Linked DNA regions of Mus musculus: regions 2 and 3 are each linked to region 1. A link is a contact called in public HiChIP or PLAC-seq data. All regions are on one chromosome and are shown on one strand. The core of a region is the stretch at or near the end of the contact, and the rest is flanking DNA. Distances in the headings are between cores, read along the strand shown. Region 1 holds the start of Rcbtb2 (regulator of chromosome condensation (RCC1) and BTB (POZ) domain containing protein 2). Region 2 has its middle 24 kb from the start of Rb1. Region 3 overlaps Rb1 (RB transcriptional corepressor 1).

The links. HiChIP or PLAC-seq counts read pairs in DNA pulled down with a chosen protein or histone mark.
Region 2: a contact with region 1 is called in an H3K27ac HiChIP or PLAC-seq map of thymic regulatory T cells, with 4 times the contacts expected there. The contact joins the enhancer-like site here to the promoter of Rcbtb2 in region 1. A contact is called at or near these places in 1 of 484 Hi-C or Micro-C datasets (B cells), 5 of 115 datasets of contacts at active chromatin or transcription factors (the NIH/3T3 cell line, bone marrow-derived macrophages, forebrain and 2 more) and 3 of 9 other capture datasets (adipose tissue, liver and pancreatic islet).
Region 3: a contact with region 1 is called in an H3K27ac HiChIP or PLAC-seq map of trophoblast stem cells, with 4 times the contacts expected there. The contact joins the enhancer-like site here to the promoter of Rcbtb2 in region 1. A contact is called at or near these places in 1 of 39 promoter capture datasets (hippocampal neurons), 1 of 15 datasets of contacts at CTCF or cohesin (the NIH/3T3 cell line), 3 of 484 Hi-C or Micro-C datasets (bone marrow-derived macrophages, embryonic fibroblasts and nephron progenitors), 24 of 115 datasets of contacts at active chromatin or transcription factors (CD8 T cells, the HPC-7 cell line, acute myeloid leukemia and 18 more) and 3 of 9 other capture datasets (adipose tissue, liver and pancreatic islet).

The regions. Positions count from the first base shown.
Region 1 is chr14:73,140,832-73,144,338 of GRCm38.p6, reverse strand. It overlaps Rcbtb2 (regulator of chromosome condensation (RCC1) and BTB (POZ) domain containing protein 2), which reads right to left and starts at 1,829. Exons shown (of 15, transcript NM_001170694.1): 1 at 1,746-1,829.
Region 2 is chr14:73,347,612-73,351,118 of GRCm38.p6, reverse strand. No RefSeq gene overlaps it. Among named protein-coding and RNA genes, the nearest start is that of Rb1, 24 kb to the right of the region's middle. Within about 2 kb of position 1,693, at least 24 of the 459 cell types and tissues checked have an H3K27ac peak or open chromatin away from gene starts, as enhancers often do. A contact at or near this core is called in thymic regulatory T cells, where this site is marked.
Region 3 is chr14:73,291,661-73,295,167 of GRCm38.p6, reverse strand. It overlaps Rb1 (RB transcriptional corepressor 1), which reads left to right. Exons shown (of 27, transcript NM_009029.3): 4 at 138-257. Among named protein-coding and RNA genes, the nearest start is that of Rb1, 32 kb to the left of the region's middle. Within about 2 kb of position 1,942, at least 7 of the 459 cell types and tissues checked have an H3K27ac peak or open chromatin away from gene starts, as enhancers often do. A contact at or near this core is called in trophoblast stem cells, where this site is marked.

The sequences.
Region 1 (3,507 bases), core at 580-3,079:
TCAATGACCGTTAAACAGTGACCATCACATGAATGCACTAAAGAACCAAGTTCCACAGGACTGTGAACTCGGTCTCTTTTACTCGGCTTTAATCGCCAAAACCGTTCTATCAGGATGGAAGATAATTCTAAAGAGAAACATGTTCGCCTCTCCGTTCAGGTATCAGGCTTTGGACTCCAAGGAATTGTGACTGAAGCCGAGACGAGACAGGATGGGTCAGTGACAGGCCGGACCAAACCTGGACCAGGCCAACTCTGCACATACACCCCTTGCTCACGATTTAAACCTAAACTTCAAGTTAGGGCCTCTAAGGGGTCCTGGGTCACTGAACCTCTCTTTGTTCCCTTTCCCAACGTGGCCACATTTATTAAATCTCTCTGATTGTCACAACAAACTCGTCAAGTGGCCCAATGTGGCCAAGCTTAGTCCGTGCAGCCAGGGCAATCTCAGGGTGTGCAAGGGAGCAGCACCTCGGTGTCCTCTGCTACAGTCCGAGTTAAATCTTTACCTTGTAAAGAAAGGCAAAAAGGCGGCTGGAAGCCTAGCTTCAACTCAGGCGGAAGTTCCATCGCCGCCAAGAAGGGGCATCGGGAAAAGTTTTTCACCTCTAAACTCCTCCACTTCCGGCCTCAGCAACGCCCAAAGGACTGAAAACCCTTAGGACAGCCAGGCCTTCCCAGCCATCCCTCCACTTCGGGGACCAAAGGCCTAAAGCGTGTGCCGCCATGGGGTCGGCGAGGCGGCTGCGGGCGGGAAAGAGCGGAAAGTCCTGGAAACGTCACCGCTAGCTCGCGCCGCGTGCACGGGAGGGTTGGAGACACCAGGGGCAGGGGTTCCCCCAACTGGAAGCGGGAACCCCACAGCCGTGGCCTCGGGGCGACGCACAAAACGGACCCCGGGCTGGGCCTGCGCGCATGCGCACCGCTACGCGGTCCCAGGGCCCGGGAAGGGACGTGAACCCAGAGCTACCCCAGCGACCTGGTCCACGGGCTCGCGCGTGCGCGCCGGGCCCCGGCCCGGGTGGGTTGGCGCTGCGCCCTGCCCCCGCAGCGGCTGCGCACCGGGCCGGGCGCAGGGTGAGGCCTCCGCCTGGCCTTCGCCCCCGGGACTCGCCCGCCCACCCGCGCCTGCCGCCCACACGCAGGCTTACCTCCGCGCCGCGCGTCCTTTCCGCTCCCCGGCAGCGGGGACTGCTCGCCCGGGGCCAAGAACAGCAGACACTTGGCGCCTCCCCCTGAAGCGGCCCGGCCTGGCGGGCTGAGCTCGAGTTCAGCCGTGCGGGGAGGAGGGGGCCGCGGGAGCGAGAAGAGAAACCAGAGGAGGAGGAGAGAGTTCAAGGGAGCGAGGGAAGGGGAAGGGGACAAAGAGAAGGGAGGGGGCTGCGCGCTGCGCCCCGCCTCCCTCCTCGGCCGGGATCGGCGACCCTGGCCTCTCTGGGGACCCTGTGCTGGACCCCGCTTTCTAGCTTAGTGCCCCGATTTCGGGGAAGCTGTGTCTCTCTGGTTTTAGGTCTTACATTCAAAGGCGCTGGTTTTCCTGCTTGCTGCGAAATAAGAGGCTAATTGCATTCTGTGCGCGCTAGTCCAGTCTTAGCAACTCCATCCAGGAGGCCCACCTCATTGTCTCTTGTTTGAGGGCCCAGAGAGCTGTCCGACTTTAAAATGAAGGAAATCCTGTCACCTGGGACGATCTGGAATGAACCTGGAGGATGTTAAGCAAAGTAGACATACAGCACAAATACTTACGGATCTCATTAAGGAGCACTGAAAAAGTCAAGTCGCACCAACAGAAAGTAGAGAGGTGGTTACTGGGACTAGGGAGAAGGGAGCCTGTGGGGCTAGTGATCAAATTTCAGTTAGGAGGAGCAAGCTCAGAAAGAAGGCTGCTATGCTACATAGTGGCTACAGTTATGAGCAGTGTGCACTAGAAAGTCCTAAGAGAAGAGATAATGTTATGGCTTTGAAACAGGGGCTCTGTATTAGCCCAAGTTAGCCTCAAACATCGTAGCCTCCATCCCTCCTCCTCTTGCTTGATCTTTGCCCTCACATTATATACATACATTAAAACATTGTGCTATATATAATAAATATATACACATATATATGTATGTGTTTATATATATATATATATACACACACATCAGTTTAGGGGAAGACAATGGAGATTTGGGTAATTTGCCTTGGGCCATATGATTAGAGATGACTCAAATCCATCTCTTCATTCCACAGGGCTTCTTTTACCTCTTGACCATGTGGTTTCTTTCCAAATGACTTTAAAAAGTGGGTCAGATAATGAAGGCCTTAGCAGTGTAACTGCAAGCTGGGTCACAGGATCCACAAAGGGCTTTTTGGAAGAGGCGGGCTTGATCCCCTCTTTGTCTTGAGCAAGTTCACGGTTCCTGAGGCTGAAAGTTCAGCTTAGGCTAAACAACAGTCTGTGAACTTATTATAACAATGGGCTGGGCTTAAAGAGAAAAGAAAATGAAGTTAGGACTAGATGTGGAAGGCCAGAAAAAAGTGTGAGGTTGGTGTGTCACGTAATAATTTATGGGCCCAAAATCTTTGCCTTTAAAATAGAGCATTTTACTGTTTAATATCTCACAAAGCATGTTGATAAAACCTGACAAAGATGACATATTGTTTTAATCCTAAATAAAATGTCATCAAATAGGATCCAACAACAAATACCATGATCAATGCAGGGATTGTTTCAGTGGTATAAATATGTTACAATGTAAGAAAGTTAGTCTTATAAGTAAGTCAAAGAAGTAGGCATGTTTTGGTTAGCCATTTAAAGTGATAGAGAATTCAACAGTCCTTTTGTTCAAAGTAAGTGGCTATATTCACTCAATAATAAACCTCTTAAGAGTATATCTAAGCCCGGGGTGGTGGCACACGCACGCCTTTAATCTCAGCACTCGGGAGGCAGAGGCAGGTGGATTTCTGAGTTCGAGGCCAGCCTGGTCTACAAAGTGAGCTCCAGGACAGCCAGGGCTACACAGAGAAACCCTGTCTCAAAAATCCAAAACGAAGAAACAAACAAAACGAACAAACAAGAGTATATCTAAGAAGTACAGGGATACAGTTGCTGCATCCCCATGGTACCCTGGATGGCATATGATGACGATGGACCAAGAGACCTGAAATTGAAGCAGTTGCTTTAGGTGACGCAATTATACACACAAAAAGTATTTTGAGACCAAATGGCTAAAACTGACATTGAACTCTTCGTACCAACCAATCCCTCAGATACGGTTGTAGGCATGCACCATCATAGATAACCCCGTTTCATTTTTTGATGAGTTCAATTCAGAGGCGTTTATGGATGTCTGTCCTAGAAGGCAGAGTTGTCACGGAGCTAGGGTAGCATACTGTCTGCTCATAGGGTACCTGTCTAGTGATAGGCTTGGGGAGTGACCCTTTTCACTGCTCTATGTAAAGCTGGAGGAAAGAGAAAACATTTGAACCCCTCCCCCAAAAGGGCAGGCGACGCTTTAGTTTCTTCAGC
Region 2 (3,507 bases), core at 444-2,943, 210 kb before region 1:
TGTTACATGTTGGTGGGTTATTTGGTGTTGGTAGACTGACAGACTACTGATTTTGATGCTATTCCTACTCATTTTGGAACCAGCCTATGACTACAAGGACTATGAATCTGGTTTAAGAGCCCCCATCCTGCCCTAATACTTGGAAAGAGAGATGGTTATGACAGCTCCTGCAAGCACCAGGCTGTTCTACCTACCAAAGTTTGGTTAACAGAAACCAACAGAAGACAAGAGTAACTGATAAAATATATACCAGACAAAACCAAATCCACAAAATCAGAAGTTTGTCTGGAAGGACTGAGGATGCTCCTCCAATGGCAGAGTGTGTAGATTGAGCAATGTGGTGCATACCTGTAATCCCAGTAGGAGGCAGAGGATGGTAAGTTCAAGACTATTCTTAACTACATAGGAGACCCTATCTTAATACACACACACACACACACACACACACACACACAATCTTTTCTAAGGTCTTTCCTAAACTACATCAACTCTAGGTACAGGGAGTTGGGTCAAAGACAGGGAGTGCTAGCTCTAGTTGATCACCAAGGGCAAGGCATTGCAAACAAGGAGAATTTAAACCAGAATGGAAAAAGTCACAGATAGAGGTCAGATATAAAACCACAACCAAGTTCATATAAAGATACCCGATAATAATCATAAACTTCCCCAGCTTCATGCTGGTGATTTTATCAGCAGAGTCCTCTTGAAACAGTAGCTGGAGCCTTTATGACCCCATGGGCTGATAGCTCTTAAAGCATCAGTATTCAGAAACATAAAGTTGTTTTTCTACAGAAGTCTTCAGCTTCCTGCAAAGATTGCTACAAGTTTCTGATCTCTTGGCAAGAATTTCAAAACCCAGTTTTCAGTGTCACGAATGTCCCTGAGCCATGCAGCCTCCTGACATCTCACCCCCATTGCTGCCAGGAACTGGGGAACTTAAGCAAATGGTTCTGACTATACAGTGCTCTCTCATCTGGATTCAGGGCAAGGCAGAGCACACAGCAGGGGCAGTCTGGAAAAAGAAAGTGTCTTTTATCTACTAATCACTTCTTTTTTGCTTTTTAAAGATAAAGATACTTGTTTCTTTTTGTTAGAAAAACATTCAAACATAGACACAGAAGAAAACACAATTCTAGAATTCTCATTATCTTGCCACTTAACTGTATGAAATGATATTCTGCTGTTTCTCATTTTCTGAAGACTTCCATAGTCATCTGCTTTGTTATTCTAAAATATTATTTCATTCACATGTAATTCCATACACAAGCTTTTTAAAATACAATGATATTATTCCTATCTTCAAAAAATAAGGAACAAAAATTAGCTAATTCATACTTAAATCTTTAGTCAATATTCCTCGTTTGGCTTAAAAACTGACTTTTCATAGTTGGTTTTTGTTAACTGGGATTCAAATCGGGTTGTCACGGTTTACCCACTTTGGCTGCCATATATACTTAAGTCTATTTCAACCCCTGAGATATTTCCTTCACCACCTTCCAGCCATTTATTTACTTATTTTATTTATGAAATGGGGTCTCATATAGCCCAGGCTGGCCTCAAATTTGTGCAGCTTAAAACTCCTGGTTCCCCTGCCTCAGCCCCTCCCCCAATAGCAGCAGCAAACACTCACTCAAGACGGCAGCATTAGCTTCCTGTTATGAAGTAAGCGTGTGTGGTGTTATCCTGTTTTGTTTTGTCTTTTAAGCATCTTCACAATAACCTTGTGGGAGAGACACATACTCCCCCACCCCCACCCCCACTCCATACAAAGGAAATTGCGCCTGAGACTTCTCAGAGTGCATTGAGGCTTGGAGTTGTCTGACTACAAGTTCAGAGTCCTGAGACTGACTTATTCCCCAAATGCTGTGGTGCCAACATCAAATAAGGCTACTCTCTGGATTCACTTAGGAACAACTTGATGAGCTTCACAAACTCAGCGGCTTGAAATTCCTGAGAGAGTTTAGTTGACATTTAACCAGGCATTTGGGCATTTAAAAAGAAATTCTAGAAAGCGCTCCGTTTTTTTTGTAGGTGAAAAAAGAAGGCGCTGGCTTGTTTCCCTTGTCCCGTCTCCTACTCTTGATCATGTCTTGCACTGGCTGCTAGTGTTTTAAACTTAAAGTAAGTAAAAAAAGAAAAAAAAAAAAAGAAGACAAAATACATCTGTGCTGAAGGATGTTGGCTTCTGGAGTATCTGTATATCTCGAGTCATAAGTCATACCAGTTCTCACACACATGAGCTAGGTTAAAAGATCCTAGAATTGGAAGCTATCCTAAAGATTATCTGCCGGAAGCGTCTCAATGCAGAAGGAAGAGTGTGGCGCCCCGGTGGGTTGAGGGCTTGTTAGCTGAGCACTCAGCTACTTTGATTGCAAACCATGACTTGAACTCAGCACCACTGTCCTTTATTTGTTGTGTGCCGCCATTGCGTGGCTTAACCTGAGTTGAGCATTTTCCCTGAAGAAACAGAAGGGAGTACTTCCACAATCTTTCAGTATGCTTCGGGTGAATAGTGAATTCACTGGACTCAGAACCCTATTGTGCTTCTGTAAATCACGGGCCAGGAAGGATTTCCTAGCAGAGGCTGAGGGCCAGGACCAAAGACAGATGTTTGAGAGGGAGAGAAAACGTTTTTAATTTATTTTTTAAAAAAATTATTCTTAAGGGGAAGAGAGAGGCAGGAGAGGGGAGGGGAACGGAAGGGGAGCAAAAGAGAAGAGGCCTGTGCCAGCCAGAGGCATCAGATCCCTAGTTTTAGAATTACAGCTGGTTGTGAGCTTTGACCTGGGTGCTGGGAACTGAACTTGGGTCTTCTGCAAGAGCATACAGGCTCTGAACCGGAGCCATCTCGTCAGACTGAAAATACATTTTAAGTAGGGCTATGGTTATATTCTCATGAGTTTGTTTATGTATGTATTCGTTTGTTTATTCTGAGTATTTCATTTAGACCCACATGGCCCCTCAAGCTGACAATATATATGGGAATGGCTTTGAACTACCTTGGTGCTGGGGTCACAGGTGAGAAGCGCCATGCCAGGTGCCTGAGGTGCTGGGACTGAACCCAGGCCTCTAGGTTTGCTGGGCAAGCACTCTACCAACTAACTGAGCTCTGTCTTCAGCCCAGTTTCCTTATTTTTAAACATCATCATCTGTGTGAATAAGTTTGAGCAAATATACATTTTAAGAATTACTCAGCTGGGTATGGTGACACATGCCTTTAATCCTAGCTTTTGCAAAGCAGAGACAGATGGATCTCTTGAGTTTGAGGCCAGCCTGGTCTCCAGAACGAGTTCCAGGACAGCCAGGGCTACACAGAAAAACCCTGTCTTGGGGAAAAGAAAACAAAACCAAAGAATCGAATATCCCTCCCCATGCCCTACTTCAAACCGTACATGTGAAGGTTAGAAATAAATGGCAGGAAACAGCTAATTGTTCTTCAGCAACAGCTCAGGGACAATCGTGTGAAGCAGCGTGCTGATGGGCTCACTCTTCAGTTTCCTATCAGCT
Region 3 (3,507 bases), core at 693-3,192, 150 kb before region 1:
ATGCAAAACCAAATAGAGCCCTTCCAGAGAATACACAGTGTAGAGCTGGCAGTCTTTTGAATTGAATTGCACATGCTTTGAAAATTAAATAAAGCAAATTTTGATAGCTACTCATGCACTTTTTCTATTTTTTGTAGTGTCTATAAATTCTTTGACTTATTAAAAGAAATCGATACCAGTACCAAGGTTGATAATGCTATGTCAAGACTATTGAAGAAGTATAATGTGTTATGTGCACTCTACAGCAAATTAGAACGGTAAGATAAAAGTTTTATTAGGCTTGCACTTTCATTCTTTGTTTTTTATTTTTATACCTTGATACTTCAATTTGGAAACTGTCATGGGTAATAGAAGTATTAAGCATTATCCCCTAGCCTTATCCATTTTGCTATTATTTCTTAAACATTCTGGGTACTTGCCCTAAATTAACTGTTTTTACCAGCCTTTTATGACATTTGCTTCTTCAGATTTTGAGCTTGATTTTCATTTTGTCTAGTGGAGCTTGTAATTCTAAATAGTGATCTAAATTTTAACTTCTTCCGGCTTAGAAAGAAACCATATTGTCTATAAAAGTGTGTGAGCAGTTGCCAAGTTGTGATCTGTGCTCTCAGTGGTAGCTGAGAAGACTCTACCTGCACTGTTCAACTGGAAAGTCATGGCTAAGCTTGGCTTATATTTTGTCATAATACTTTTATTGATTTGGGGGGGGGGATTTCACATCGTGTATCCCAAGCCCCACTTTCCTATCCTGCCCACTTTAGGACTTCTCTCCCCACAAAAGAAGACAAAGAAGAAGAAAAAACAAGCCCAATTTTGTTACCCATGTACTCACCGGTACATGGTCAAAATCCTGGTGGATCTCATGTTAAAGAAAACTGAGTCCTTCCCTAGCCATACCTCCATCAGAAGCAATCAATTCTTTTTTAAAAAAGAAGATTTATTTATATATTTTATGTATGTGAGCACACTGTAGCTATACAGATGGTTGTTAGCCTTCACGTGGTTGTTGAGAATTGAATTTAGGACTTCTGCTCGCTCTGGTCAGCCCTGCTAGCTCAGGTCCAAAGATTTATTTATTCTTATATCTAAGTACACTGTAGCTGACATCAGATGCACCAGAAGAGGGCGTCAGATCTCTTTATGGGTGGTTGTGAGCCACCATGTGGTTGCTGGGATTTGAACTCTGGACCTTTGGAAGAAAAGTCAGTGCTCTTTCCTGTTGAGCCATCTGGCCAGCCCAGAAGCAATCAATTCTTGTAGAGGAATTTTAGTTGAGCAACATGGCTACTCTGACAAGAGATCACACCCAAAGATATGATCCAGCTGGAATTTGGTAATACACATCTTTGGTCCCTCTGGCTGGAATGTAGACACTCATTTAGAACATACCTTTGATTCCAGTCAATGATATCTAATTGATGGACCGACAAAGTGACAAATCGGAGAAAGACTTGAAGGAATGAGTCAGAGATAGGATATGCCCAGTTCTCACAGTAAAGACAGGAAGGAGAGGCTAAGGAACAGTCAGGAAAGAGCAGGGAGGGAGAGAGAATAGTTTAGTTCAGTTTGGAGCAGTTCAGTTCAGTGCAGTTTAGTTGAGTGCAGTTGTGCTCAGTTCAGCTCAGACAGTTCAGTTAGTTCGTGGAATTCAGAGGCAATCTTTCCAAGTAGAATGTTATCTTATTTTTCATATGACTATGACCCCAAATATGAAAGATTTTTGTTATGATATTATTTAGATGTCTGAAAATTAGAAATGAGCTCTTTATAACTGAATTTTAAATATTTCAAATATTATAATTATAATCAAACAATTATAAGCTAGTTTTGATGAGGAATAACAGTGTAAAGAAGTGCTTGTAATGTTAGATATATAGATCAGAGTATACTATGATTGTGACAGTGCAAAAGGGAAAAATCCAAGCCTCTAATGCATCACGTGAAATGACTCAGAAGAAGCTAGAATTCTAGTAGAGGTTTCCTATCCACGATAGACAAAGTACGCAAACATTTCTCTGAGCCAGTTGTTAAAAACCTGTGGTAGGCTCTAGAGATGGCTCAGCGGTTAAGATGCTTAATGCTCTTGCAGAACTCAGCTCCCAGCACCTACTTCAGGTGTCTCACAACCACCTGTAACTTCAGCTTCTGGTCTGTGCAGGATACTTGCACAGACTTGTGCTAAACAACAGACATACACACACATACACAGAAGTAAAAATGAAATGAGTCTTTAAGAGCAAAAGAAAATGCTGCACAAATAAGTTACTTAAAAACTGACTAGGTGATTTCTAGATCTAGAATTTGAGGGCTCGGAATGACTTGGGGTACAGTGCTTACTGTCTTCTGCTATAGTGATTTTATTCTACTTTTGTTATTAAAATATAATTACATCATTTCACCCTATTCCCTTTTATTCCTCTGACTCCTCCCACACCTCCCCTCCTCTCCCACACTGTGTTCCTGCTTCCTTTTAAATCTGGCAGCTCATTTTCTTTGTTGTTGTTACATGTATATGCATAAACATGTAATTATAACCTGCTGAGTCTGTCTAGTGTTTCTCGTGTGTATATGATTTAAATGCTAACCATTTGGTATGGGATAACCAATTAATAGGCTTCTCCCCAGGAGATAGATTATTCTTCCTGCTCTCTTTCCTTAATTGCCTGTTATTTGTCTAGGGGTGGGGCCCTGTGAGTTTCCCCCATTTATATTTCTGCTATAATAATTTTAATTGGATACTTCCAAGTAGTTTTACTTTCTTATATGATTCTGCTTTAATATCAGCTTCTGTCTTCAGGGATTTGTTTGCTTGTTTGTTTATTATACTTTCCTCTGATATAGTGCACTTGATATCCTGGGAGTTGAGAGAGAGGTAAAAAAGGGTACTAGAAAATGAAATAGTCTCATATGTGATTTTTAGGCTTTACAAAATATTCTGTTTAGGTGGTTTACCCTCTAATTTTTCTCCAAACAGAGCAGTGATCAATAGATAAATCATTAGGCTGACATTTTTCTCTTTATATTCATATTAATCTCAAGACTACTAAGTCTTAAGAATTTTCTGTATTTGTATTTTGAAGAGTAATTTTAAGTAGTTTGGAAGGGCAGAGAGAAGAATGTTATAGAGAATTGATTAAATTACATAAAAACAGAAAAGAATATTATAACTACTACATATTGAAGTTCAAAAACTTTAGCAGTTATATAGACAATTTTGAAGTGCTCTGGATCTTTCTGTATGCTATTCCCTAAGGGCCAGGATAAGCAACGGTGTTTACAGTCCAGTCTGTGGGATACAGCACCACAGTTCCCAAAGAATTTTCTTCTAATACAACTAGAACATGAGAGTTCACGATGACCGTCCACATTCCAGTTGAATCTTTGAGATGTACTTGATGTAGAGAACTCACAGTCTGAGAAACAACCAATTGGCTCCTAGAGTTAGTTATCTCTCCTGTAATCTATAGCCAGCAAGCTTGTCATGGAAGGGGAGCGGTCAGGGTTCTA